Linked DNA regions of Triticum aestivum: region 2 is linked to region 1. The links are chromatin contacts, called in public Hi-C maps. All regions are on one chromosome and are shown on one strand. Each heading gives the region's core, a stretch centred on a gene start, on an enhancer-like site or on the middle of the called end of the contact. The rest is flanking DNA. Distances are from core to core; before and after follow the strand shown.

The links. Hi-C and Micro-C count contacts between places; a contact is called where the count stands out from the background.
Region 2: a contact with region 1 is called in a Hi-C map of leaf, with 9 times the contacts expected there. The contact joins the promoter of LOC123180562 here to the promoter of LOC123180561 in region 1. A contact is called at or near these places in 3 of 5 Hi-C or Micro-C datasets (all in leaf).

The regions. Positions count from the first base shown.
Region 1 is chr1D:99,872,750-99,877,806 of IWGSC CS RefSeq v2.1, forward strand. It overlaps LOC123180561 (leucine aminopeptidase 2, chloroplastic), which reads right to left and starts at 2,810. Exons shown (of 10, transcript XM_044592627.1): 1 at 2,493-2,810; 2 at 1,967-2,405; 3 at 1,682-1,876; 4 at 1,157-1,382; 5 at 869-995; 6 at 705-800; 7 at 511-588; 8 at 160-220; 9 at 1-28. The coding sequence starts at 2,552.
Region 2 is chr1D:100,084,002-100,089,058 of IWGSC CS RefSeq v2.1, forward strand. LOC123180562 (U1 small nuclear ribonucleoprotein A) reads left to right here and starts at 2,310. Exons shown (of 5, transcript XM_044592629.1): 1 at 2,310-2,540; 2 at 3,109-3,281; 3 at 3,988-4,081; 4 at 4,925-5,016. The coding sequence starts at 2,438.

The DNA.
Region 1 (5,057 bases), core at 1,560-4,059:
TGGAGTTCATCGCTCGGTGTCAGAATCCCTGTAGAGATGCTTCTTTGAACATGCCAGAAAAGGGCAAGAACAGGGCAAGAACTAAATATAACTGGGAGAAGTAAAAAATTGCAGTTGGCAGAGAAGAGTGAAGATGGGTTAGCATTTAGTTAGAATTACCGGCAATGCTTGGGCCAAGTGCAACACGGCAGAAACCAGTTAGCGTTGCCAGATCTATAATCTGCATGCATTAATTATTGAAAATTCAGTAACTCAAGCAAGCTAGTTGCAGAAAATTCAGTCCATGCAGCCCTCCAGAGGCCCATAAGAGTACAGATTACCCTAGCAAATAAATTAGAAATCCCATGATGCTAGAGCAAGTAACCCGAGTACTATCAGGATTGCAACTACAGCAGAAATATGAAGTAGAGATTCTTGCAATAGTTCTACACAGCAATCATCAAACCATACAAATACAGCAGCTCTGTGACGAACAGAACATTTCATCAGAGGAAACAACCCACTATATACCTTGTCAACACCTTGTTTACAAGCATAGACCAAAGCATCAGCAAGTGTGAGCCTCCCCTCTGCATCAGTGTTATCTACCTGAAAAGATATTTACAAAATAAGCGCAAATTGGACCATTCGAACGTAGTAACATCTAGCACCTGCTTAGACTACATCACCAAAACGCCACAATCATACTATCACAAGAAACATGCCTCGATCGTCTTGCCGTTAGAAGCAGTCACAATGTCGCCAGGCCTCATGCCTGTCCCACTAATCATGTTTTCACAGGCAGCAACAATGAAATGGACCTGTGAAATGGGGAATCATTAGCAAATACTACACACTAGCATAAAGGTTACTCATAGATAGTAAGTACCTCTACTCCAGGAGGCTTGATTTCGCCCAGGGCTTTTGCTGCACCAAGTACTGCTGCAGAGCCTCCCATGTCCCACTTCATCAGTTCAATATTGCAAACTGCTCCAATCTTAATGTTGTATCCACCACTGCAACAAATGGGTAAATTCAAGGGTTAGAACTAAGAGCTAGTACTAAGCTCTGCACGAAATAAACTACCATTTGTGACAAAGCATACTGAAGATGACATATGAGCCTTCGAACAAGTATCATCCGTCACTGTAACAATTCACAATATATTTGCACAAACCTGTCAAAAGTTAGACCCTTCCCCACAATAGCTAGCTTTCTCTTGACATTTCCACCAGGAGGTTTATAGCACAAGTGGATAAAGCGAGGAGGGTTTGCAGAAGCCGCCGCGACAGCCAAGTAGGAGCCCATCTTCAGCTCTCTGCATCTCTCCTCGTCTAATATCGTGGCAGTGAATACATCACTGTACGTCGAAGCAATCTTCGACGCCTCCTCCGCAAGCACAACTGAAAATTTTGGATGCAGAGAAACAACAAGATTTTCCAAGCTCAGGCACATTCAACCAACTCATGGAAAAGAATTTCCTCAAGACAGATCTGCTACTCATCAAGCACAGAGTTAAAAGTAAATATTCAGACTTGTCGACAAGCTGGATTAAACTGTTGTATTATACTTGAACCTTTTGTATTTTGTTTTAATCTACGGTTTCGGTTAAAAAAAAGAATCAATGTTGTTACGACAACAACTAGAGTAGTATATATGAACAAGCTTGTAAATGACCGACTAAATTAAATGACCTACTGACCGGGGGTAAGCACATTGGCAGGTGAGTTCACAAGATCTTTTCCAAAAATCACCCCTGAGGAAACATAATTGGCTAGTTCAAGTCTACGGTCCACCTCCGGACCATATCCAAATCCAATGAGATGTACATGTTTGAGATGCACCTTGTTGGATTCAGATCTGTATCGGTTGTCCTCGTACAATCCGAGCACAGTTCCTGCAGTCGAAATGGATCGACAGAGACCATCCAGCATCAAGTCATTGTAGTGCAAAATTCAGCCATAGGACCATGCTACCAAATACGTACTACAAAGATCGATTGCGGTACCGGAAGCGATTGCTGCGGCTGCATTAGGCTTGAACTCCCCGTGGATCCCGCCGGGGGAGGCGAGAGCAAGAGCTGCGCTGCCGGCTCGAGCGGACTTGGCGACCGACGCGAAGGATTCACCGAGGCCCCGGCAAGCCGCGGCGGTGAACGGGGCGCTCCGACCAAGGCCGATCAGGCCCAGCCGCTTGAAGCCCTGCCCCTGGAGGCGGAGGACCACCAGCTGACCGGCTTTCCCGGCGAAGTCCTCCTCCGCCGAGGCCTCCGACAGTAGGCCGCCGAGCTGGCTGTCCAGCCGCTTCAGGACGGCGTTCTCGAAGCTGGAGCATGGGCTTCTGCACAGGTCCTTCTCCGTGACCGCGACGGCGAGCACATCTCCCTCCCAATCGGATGGTTCGATGCCTATGGCGGCGAAAGAGACCTACACGAAGAGAGGCTGGCATCATGCTTGCCTAGTTCGTCAAGTAATTTCAGTTCAGAGCGCTGCGCAAGGAGCTCGCAAGCATACCTGGAGCGGCTCGACGACGTTGGGCTTAGTGAGGCCTAGCGCGGCTGCGGTGTGCGCCATTAGAGCGCGCTGCCTGAGCACCTGGCTGACGGTGCCGAACGACGACGACGGGCGGGGGCGGCGGACGCCATAGGGTGAAGCGGAGGCGACTTATATGTATGATGCGTCGTTCACAACAAAAAAATGTATGATGCGTCGGCCGCGGTTGCGTTCGCCGCCGTCCGACTGGGACGTGCCGTTGCATGCGTCAGCCGTGCCGGATTAGTCTTCGGGAGACGAGACGCCCGAGGCTCACCGGAGTTGTCCTTTCAACGCCGATGATTGCATTGCAGGAAATTTGTATAAAATTGGGAAAACTCTTTACATTGCCCGATTGATTTAGCGTTTTCATAAGCCGTCTCGAGCGATTGACACGCGTCTCGTGGGGGACCTACCCACCGCCCACCCCACAGTCCTTATCCTCTTCTCTGGACCCAGTCATCGCCTCCCTCTGGATCCACCTACTGTCCTCTTTCCTCTTCCCTCTGCAGTTTTCCTCTCTTCTCTTTCCCAAAGGCTCCCCTCATGGCCTCATCCATGCCCCACCACCCCTGGCCGGCGGGAGCTGCTGCTCATGGTGTGGGCGGCGACGCTGGTCCTGCCGGTGTTGCAAGAGCCGGTGGTTCTCCAACCCACCTCGCCGCTGCAGTCGTCGTTACTGTAGGCGAGGGGCGAGCTGCGTGCTCACCAGTGCTTCAATAGAGACGCCGGGCGCGCTCGCCGGCGACGCTTGCTACAGAGCAACGCGGGGAAGGTGCGGTGCTGCAGTCGGCTGACATAAGGCGGCGACGAGATTTCGGCGATGACGTCACTGCTGCATCCCATGCTTCGTCTCGACGCCGGTGTTACAACGAGCTTCGCCGGAGCAGTTGGTGCTGCATTGGAGCTCGGACGGGGTTGCAACGGAGATTCGCCAGAGCGGTTGGTGTTGCATTGGAGCTCCGACGGGGCTGCAATGGACTTCGCCGAAGACGTCGGTGCTGCGTTGGAGCTCGCCGGAGTTGCAATGGAGCTTTGCCGGAGTCGTCGGTGCTGCGTTTGAACTCCGCAGGGCTGCAATGGAGCTTGGCCGGACGCCGTCGGTGCTACCATGCGAGCTACAATGAAGCTTTGCTCTCTTTTTTTTTGAAAAAAATACAATGAAGCTTTGCTGAATGCGATCAGTGCTGCGTTGAAGCTGTCGTAGGCTCGGTGCTGCCCTGGGGTCGGTGCAATCAGACGTCTAGAATAAGTCCAAGGCATACCCTCAATCGTCCAAGGACCAAGCAATCACACGAGGCACGACACCGAGATTTGTTAACGAGGTTCATCGATATGGCTATATCCCCGGGGCCTGATTATGGGCACTCCTCCCCATGATACCGCTACAATACTGCACCCAGTCGCTCTGGACGCCGGCACATGCCGTCGGTTTCCCCTGCGTTCCTGTGCTGTTATGTTGTCATAGGTTATATCGTGTGTCTACCCCCACTATTTATGAGAGGCTTAGAATACAAATATCCTACTAGGACACGACTCCATATCCTATCTAAACACCAATACTACTCGGAGTCCAACTGTAACCTACCTCGTACACTATATTCGACACAACTCCAACAAACTCCACCTTGGCGAATATTCTCCACCACCTTGAATTCATCAATGCGTCAAACTTCCACGTACATTGGACTTGAATTTATCCCATGAGTACCGCTGCTACTCCAAAGACTCCATATGACTCCACCTGCAACTTGCAGTCCCTTCTTTTCTTGACCACAGTCAACACTTGAGCAAAATTAAGTTCCTTGTTACTCTAGTTTGTGCTCCCAACTTTCAGAGTATCCGTCAACGCCATCACACATCGATCACTGACCTGCGTGAAAGTGAACAACTCACATATTGGGTGTCACACATAAGAGTTACCTGAACTCAACATCACCGCTCCTTTCTTGACCGCCTGTCTGAAACTTGAAGGAATTTTACCATTGCTTGTAGTCATCCCGAGTCAAATTCGCAGTTGTCTCACCACATGTATGACCACCAGAGCCTTGGCCTGTCTCCATGTCCCGTGCATACCGCACGCTTCACTGCTGTTATCGCGTCGAGCCTCTGCTGTCCCGGTCGAGTCTCAAGGGTTGCGAACCACACCACTCAACCCCACTGCAAAGTACCATCGATCATCACCGACCGATGACGAGTTTCACGCTTCCTTCAGACCACTGGGCTCCAGTCCGAACTATGTGTCACTCGCTTTTTCCCCACCGCTGAATAGGCTTCGACTCTCTGTGCACTTACGTCGTAGCCCCTCAATCAGCACCGAGTGAAGTCTTCTGTCAGACCTTAGTTCCACCTTCAACATGACTCCATGGTAGATAATCAATCCACCCTTGCGCCCCGTCGACTTCAAGCTCCGTGTGTACACCACCTTGAATCAACCCCGCGCCATAGTCTTGTCGAAGCCACACAAGCCCTCGGAGCCTGCGCCACATGTTTCCATGCCCAGAAGTCGGTCACCATCAGCATCACGCTCCTATGTCGTTATCGTCG
Region 2 (5,057 bases), core at 1,060-3,559, 210 kb after region 1:
GGGCGTGCTGCTCGGGCAGCACAGCAGCAGCAGGGCCCTTCTCGCGGACCACGAACCGGCGGTGACGCTCTTCGGGCACCGCCGCGGCCGGCTGAGCCTGGCCATCCACGAGGGCATGCGGGCGCCGCCGGCGTTCCTCATCGAGCTGCCCATGTTAGCGGCCGCGCTGCACAGGTAGATGGGCGCGGGGACCGTGAACTGGCACTCGAGAGCGACACCCGCAGCGCCATTGTTGTGCGGTGGAGCTGCTGCTTCCTGTTCGAGAGGTAAGAGAGAGGGTGAGGAGAGGTAGTACACCGGTGGTAGAAGGGGGTGAGGGAGGAGGTAGCTCACCGGCGGTGGGAGCCAATCTTAAGATACAGAAAAAAAATTCATGCAGCCATGATGGGCCACGATCCAAGCCGCCCCAGAATCCTTGAGTCACCGGCAAACAAGCAGGCAAGCAGCACCACCAGACCGCCTCCTTCCGCCACAGGCCCCGCAACCGCCGTCGCCACCAGCCAAGGGGGGTCCCGGCAGGTGGCGGAGCATTGTGGGGGTGGGGATGGGATGGGGCAGGATCCCGGCGGCGGTGGGCGTAGACGGCAGCGGCGTCGCATCCCAAGTCGGGGGATGCGGATAACTGAGCGGAGCCTCGTGGTAGAGAAAACGGAGGAGCGCCAGCGAGGCGCGCTGGATTCTTCTAGCCAGTCGACGTGTTGTTACGTAGCTAGCGTGGCACGCATGGCAATAGAGTCTTTAGTTGATCTACATCCAGACGAAGTATACCACATTTTTAATGTCTGATGGTAGCTTAAAATAAGCATTGTGTGATATTTTTATTATCGGTACGGTTGTCTAAAGATAAAGTTGTTTCACTCGGTTAGCTGACTAGGATTCATGTCCCATATTTCAAACTAGCGCCCCAAAGAATTTTGTAGTTAATCGAATCATAATTTTGGTCATCATCAAATTTATTCTGTACCTACCAACTTGATTAATGATAATTGGTGTTTTGCTTTGCAGTGAAGCATATTATTTTCTTTTCTTCTGTTGCAACGCATGGACTGCAAAGGACATATGAAAGGCTCAGTATTTGAAAGCAATGAGACAACGAACAAAGCGGTTTTGTATAGAACAAATCAAGGTCTGTAGTTATGTTTTTGTTACCTTTGAAACTTGTACCAACAGCATAGGCCTTCAACATGACAACTTATGTTAAGTCAGCACCATCAAACTTTGTGTCCAACATCAAAGCCGCGGATAGAGTCTTGCCTTTCAGTTTATCTTTATCGTTTGCGAAATTGTAAACCGGAGATGGTGCTACACGCCTACATCCCAGTTGCTTGACCAATTGTGTTGCCAAAAAATCCAGCCTCGCGTCTCTTTGGATTCGTTGATGGTAGAGGCAACCTCCAACAACCAAAGCAATCAGGGAATAATGTTACGTCAGAAAATATTTTCTATTAGACAAACTCATGATCTCTCATATAGTAGCTCGGATGGTTAAATTGGAGCCACAAATTGCTGCCCAGCAACTTTAGGTTCAACTATTGTTCAATGTTCAGTAGTATGTATGCAAGTCGGTTCAGAAACTTCGTGTTTCAATATGATACTTTTTACTACATCTTTGAATTGACTTGAGATATTCTATTAGTGTAATCAAATGTGATATTTTGTTCAAGCATACCCACAAAAGCATGCACTTCTGATTTTTTTTCCTAAGCGGACGGCTTTTCTTTTGATATTACGTGACCAAGTGAAAATGGAACATAATTATACATTTTACTTGGACTCTAGCATTTTCTCCGTAGCGTTGCGCTACACATTACTGTATTCTCCCGTTGCAACGCACGGGCACTTTTCCTAGTAGAAATTAGAAAGAAGAAGAAGAAAAAGAGAAGGATGGAAAAGAAATGGCTAGGGTGCATGAAAAATGTTGAAAAATTTAATGTAGAGCGTAAGATTTATACTTAGCTCAACAAAAGAAGTTCCACCCAATATGAAAGAGTTGAATTCAAACTCACAAGTTAGGGCACACACAGCGGACTCAAAAAATGTATTTCATGTCCTACCTTATAAATTATTCTTTTGATTACACCTTTTCTAGTATATAAATTATTGCAATGTCAATTTAATTTGTTAGGATAAAATGGGTGTTTTTTTTCTTCCATTGCAACTCACGGACTCTTTTATACTACTAGTAACTAGTAAAGTCTCTAACCTAAAAAAGAATAACCTAAAAAAGAAGTCGCGCCCCCAGATCTGATGTTTGCCGAACCAACGAGCCCAGACGGCAAGCATCTTTTGAAGCGATATTAAGACATGAAGGCCCAACCCGAGAAAATAGAAGAGAAGGCGTCCCTCAGGAAAAAAAAAGAGAGCGAGAGAGGACACGGAGGGGTCCGGAGGCTAGAAAGAGAAGAAGGCTCTCGAGCGGCGGCTGCGCGACGAGGATATGAGCGGCGAGGCGGGGGCCGGCGGCGGCGGGGAGGCGAACGGCGTCCAGCCGAACGTGACCATCTACATCAATAACCTCAACGAGAAGATCAAACTCGAAGGTATCGCTCCCCTGCTTGAGCCCTCTCGCCTTCCTCCGCGCCCCCCTTGTCTAAACCCTAGGGAGATTCTCGCTGACTTCTTCTTTCCCGTGTAATGTATTTGCTACCTCTGGTTCTCCGTTGCTCCTCTGCGGTGGCCCGGTGGAAATCTCGGCGCTTCTCCAGGACCTAAAACACCTATAGGCCGTTTTGTCAGACACGTTGGTGCCCGCTAATGAAATTCCGTGTGTCATGCCCGGCTGGTTACTGGCGGGGGTAGTCGTTGTCTCGTGGAGTAGCGCCGCAGATATCTCGCGGATTAGTGGTTTAGCGTGTGCTCGTGTTAGAGATCTGGCGGTCTGCTTAATCCGAGGATAGTCCTCTTTGTTTGATGTACCGAGCTAATAGAGTTGAATCTGGGTCATGAAAGTAAGATTACGTTCTGGTTTACCGAACAAAAACATCAATTGCATACCCTGTACTGCATCTCTAAATTTTGAAGTCGTTACAGATTTCTGTTAAGCCTTATTTAGTTTTACCTTTTGGAACTGATGCAGCCAGCTAATATAATTTGCTCAATTCTTTACAGCGCTTAAGAAGTCCCTGAATGCCGTTTTCTCCCAGTTTGGGAAAATCATTGAGGTGCTTGCTTTTAAGACTTTGAAGCATAAAGGGCAGGCATGGGTTGTGTTCGAAGATGTTGCATCAGCAACTGAGGCTTTGAAGAGGATGCAAGATTTTCCCTTCTATGACAAACCCATGGTGAGTTTAGAGCTGAATTGGTGTTACAGCTTTGGTTGTCCCGTAAATTGATCTGATCTGATTGTTACTATATCCTTTTTCTTTTTAGATAGATATGTTACTATATCCTGTTGTTTGTAGTGTTGTTAGCCAAGCGTATTGGGTTTATGAATACCATCTCAACAGAAAAAAGAGCATCTGTACTGCTTGCAACTATGTCCTAATATTATGGTTTCTCTAATATAATCTACTCCCTCCGTCCGAAAATACTTGTCATCAAAATGGACAAAAAATGATGTATCTAAAACTAAAATACATCTAGATACATCTCCTTTTATTCATTTTGATGACAAGTATTTCCAGACGGAGGGAGTAGCATTTAAGCTTATTCAATTCTTTCTATTGAAGCAAGGTTTGTTCTAAACAACATTACTGCCTAGGTGGTCTATATCTAGCTTGTTTGTGCTTAGATGATACTCCGTACCAAAATACAAGCTTGTTGTGCTTAGTGTCAAAAAACGTCTTATATTTTGATACAGTTGTATATACTAGGTCTCTTACTGGGCATGTCTAGTCAATACCAAACTACGCTTGAGTTGTTCAAATTGCTTAACTAACTATTATTCACATGCACATATGTTCTTTCATCTGCTCCTTTGTATTGCATTTTGACTCCTGAAGCTGTACTATTTTTGTCACTCATAAAATCTTGTCTATTTGATTTCAGAAAATTCAATATGCCAAGACCAAGTCAGATGTTATAGCAAAAGCTGATGGCACCTTCGTACCTCGAGAAAAAAGGAAGAGGAATGATGAGAAACGTAAGATTCCGGTTAATGTGCATACCCCTTTACATTCGCGGTTTTACTTTGGCCCCTCGGAACTCTATCTTGATTTGCACTTCTTTATTTTGTTTGGATACGTGGCTTGTCATTTGTTAGCATATATTTTGTAAAACTTAACTGAAATATGTGCTGGAGATGGACTCTCTTGCACGTGGCCATGGATTGTTGTTTAACAGGTTAATAAATTGACTTGAGGAGGTATTGGTGTCACTACTAATACATTATCATAGTTTTCACTTTTCCTCTGCACATGTAGTGGGGCATACATTACTGCTAAAATGTTTAAAACAGCAAGAATCATACCTTTTGTGGTCCTTGATTCCAGTCTTCAGTCCCCCATTTAAACATTTTTCTTAGGTGGTATATGCAGATTTTGCAACTAAGCTCAATAGATGCACTCATTCGCCTAAAGAATTCCAGATTATCTAAAAGCAAAATTTCTTTTACTCTGTTCTTGCACTTCTACGAGAGTACCAGTATTAATTTGAATAGAAGCAAAAGATCAATAAAGCAGTCGTTGCCAGGTCTAAATATCAGATATCTGTTCAATTCACTGTATTTAGCTTTACACACTTTGACTCTTTGTTGATAGAGTTGCTTTGTACCGGGAGGTACTCCCTCCGTCCGAAAATACTTGTCATCAAAATGAATAAAAGAAGTATTTCCAGACGATACATCTTCTTTTATTCATTTTGATGACAAGTATTTTCGGACGGAGGGAGTACTTGTTTTGCTGTTTTTCTATACGAGCTTATGGCAACTTGGCATCCTTTTAAATTCACGAGCAAAACTTAGTTGCCTTATTCTTTGATAATGCAGCTGAAAAGAAGCAGAAGCGTGAGCAGCACCACGATGTTAACCAGGCTGGCGTGGGCATGCATGCCTATCCTGGTGCTTATGGGGCTCCGCCGGTAAGTGCTGTAGAATTGATTAGAAATGTTCTTATTTATTC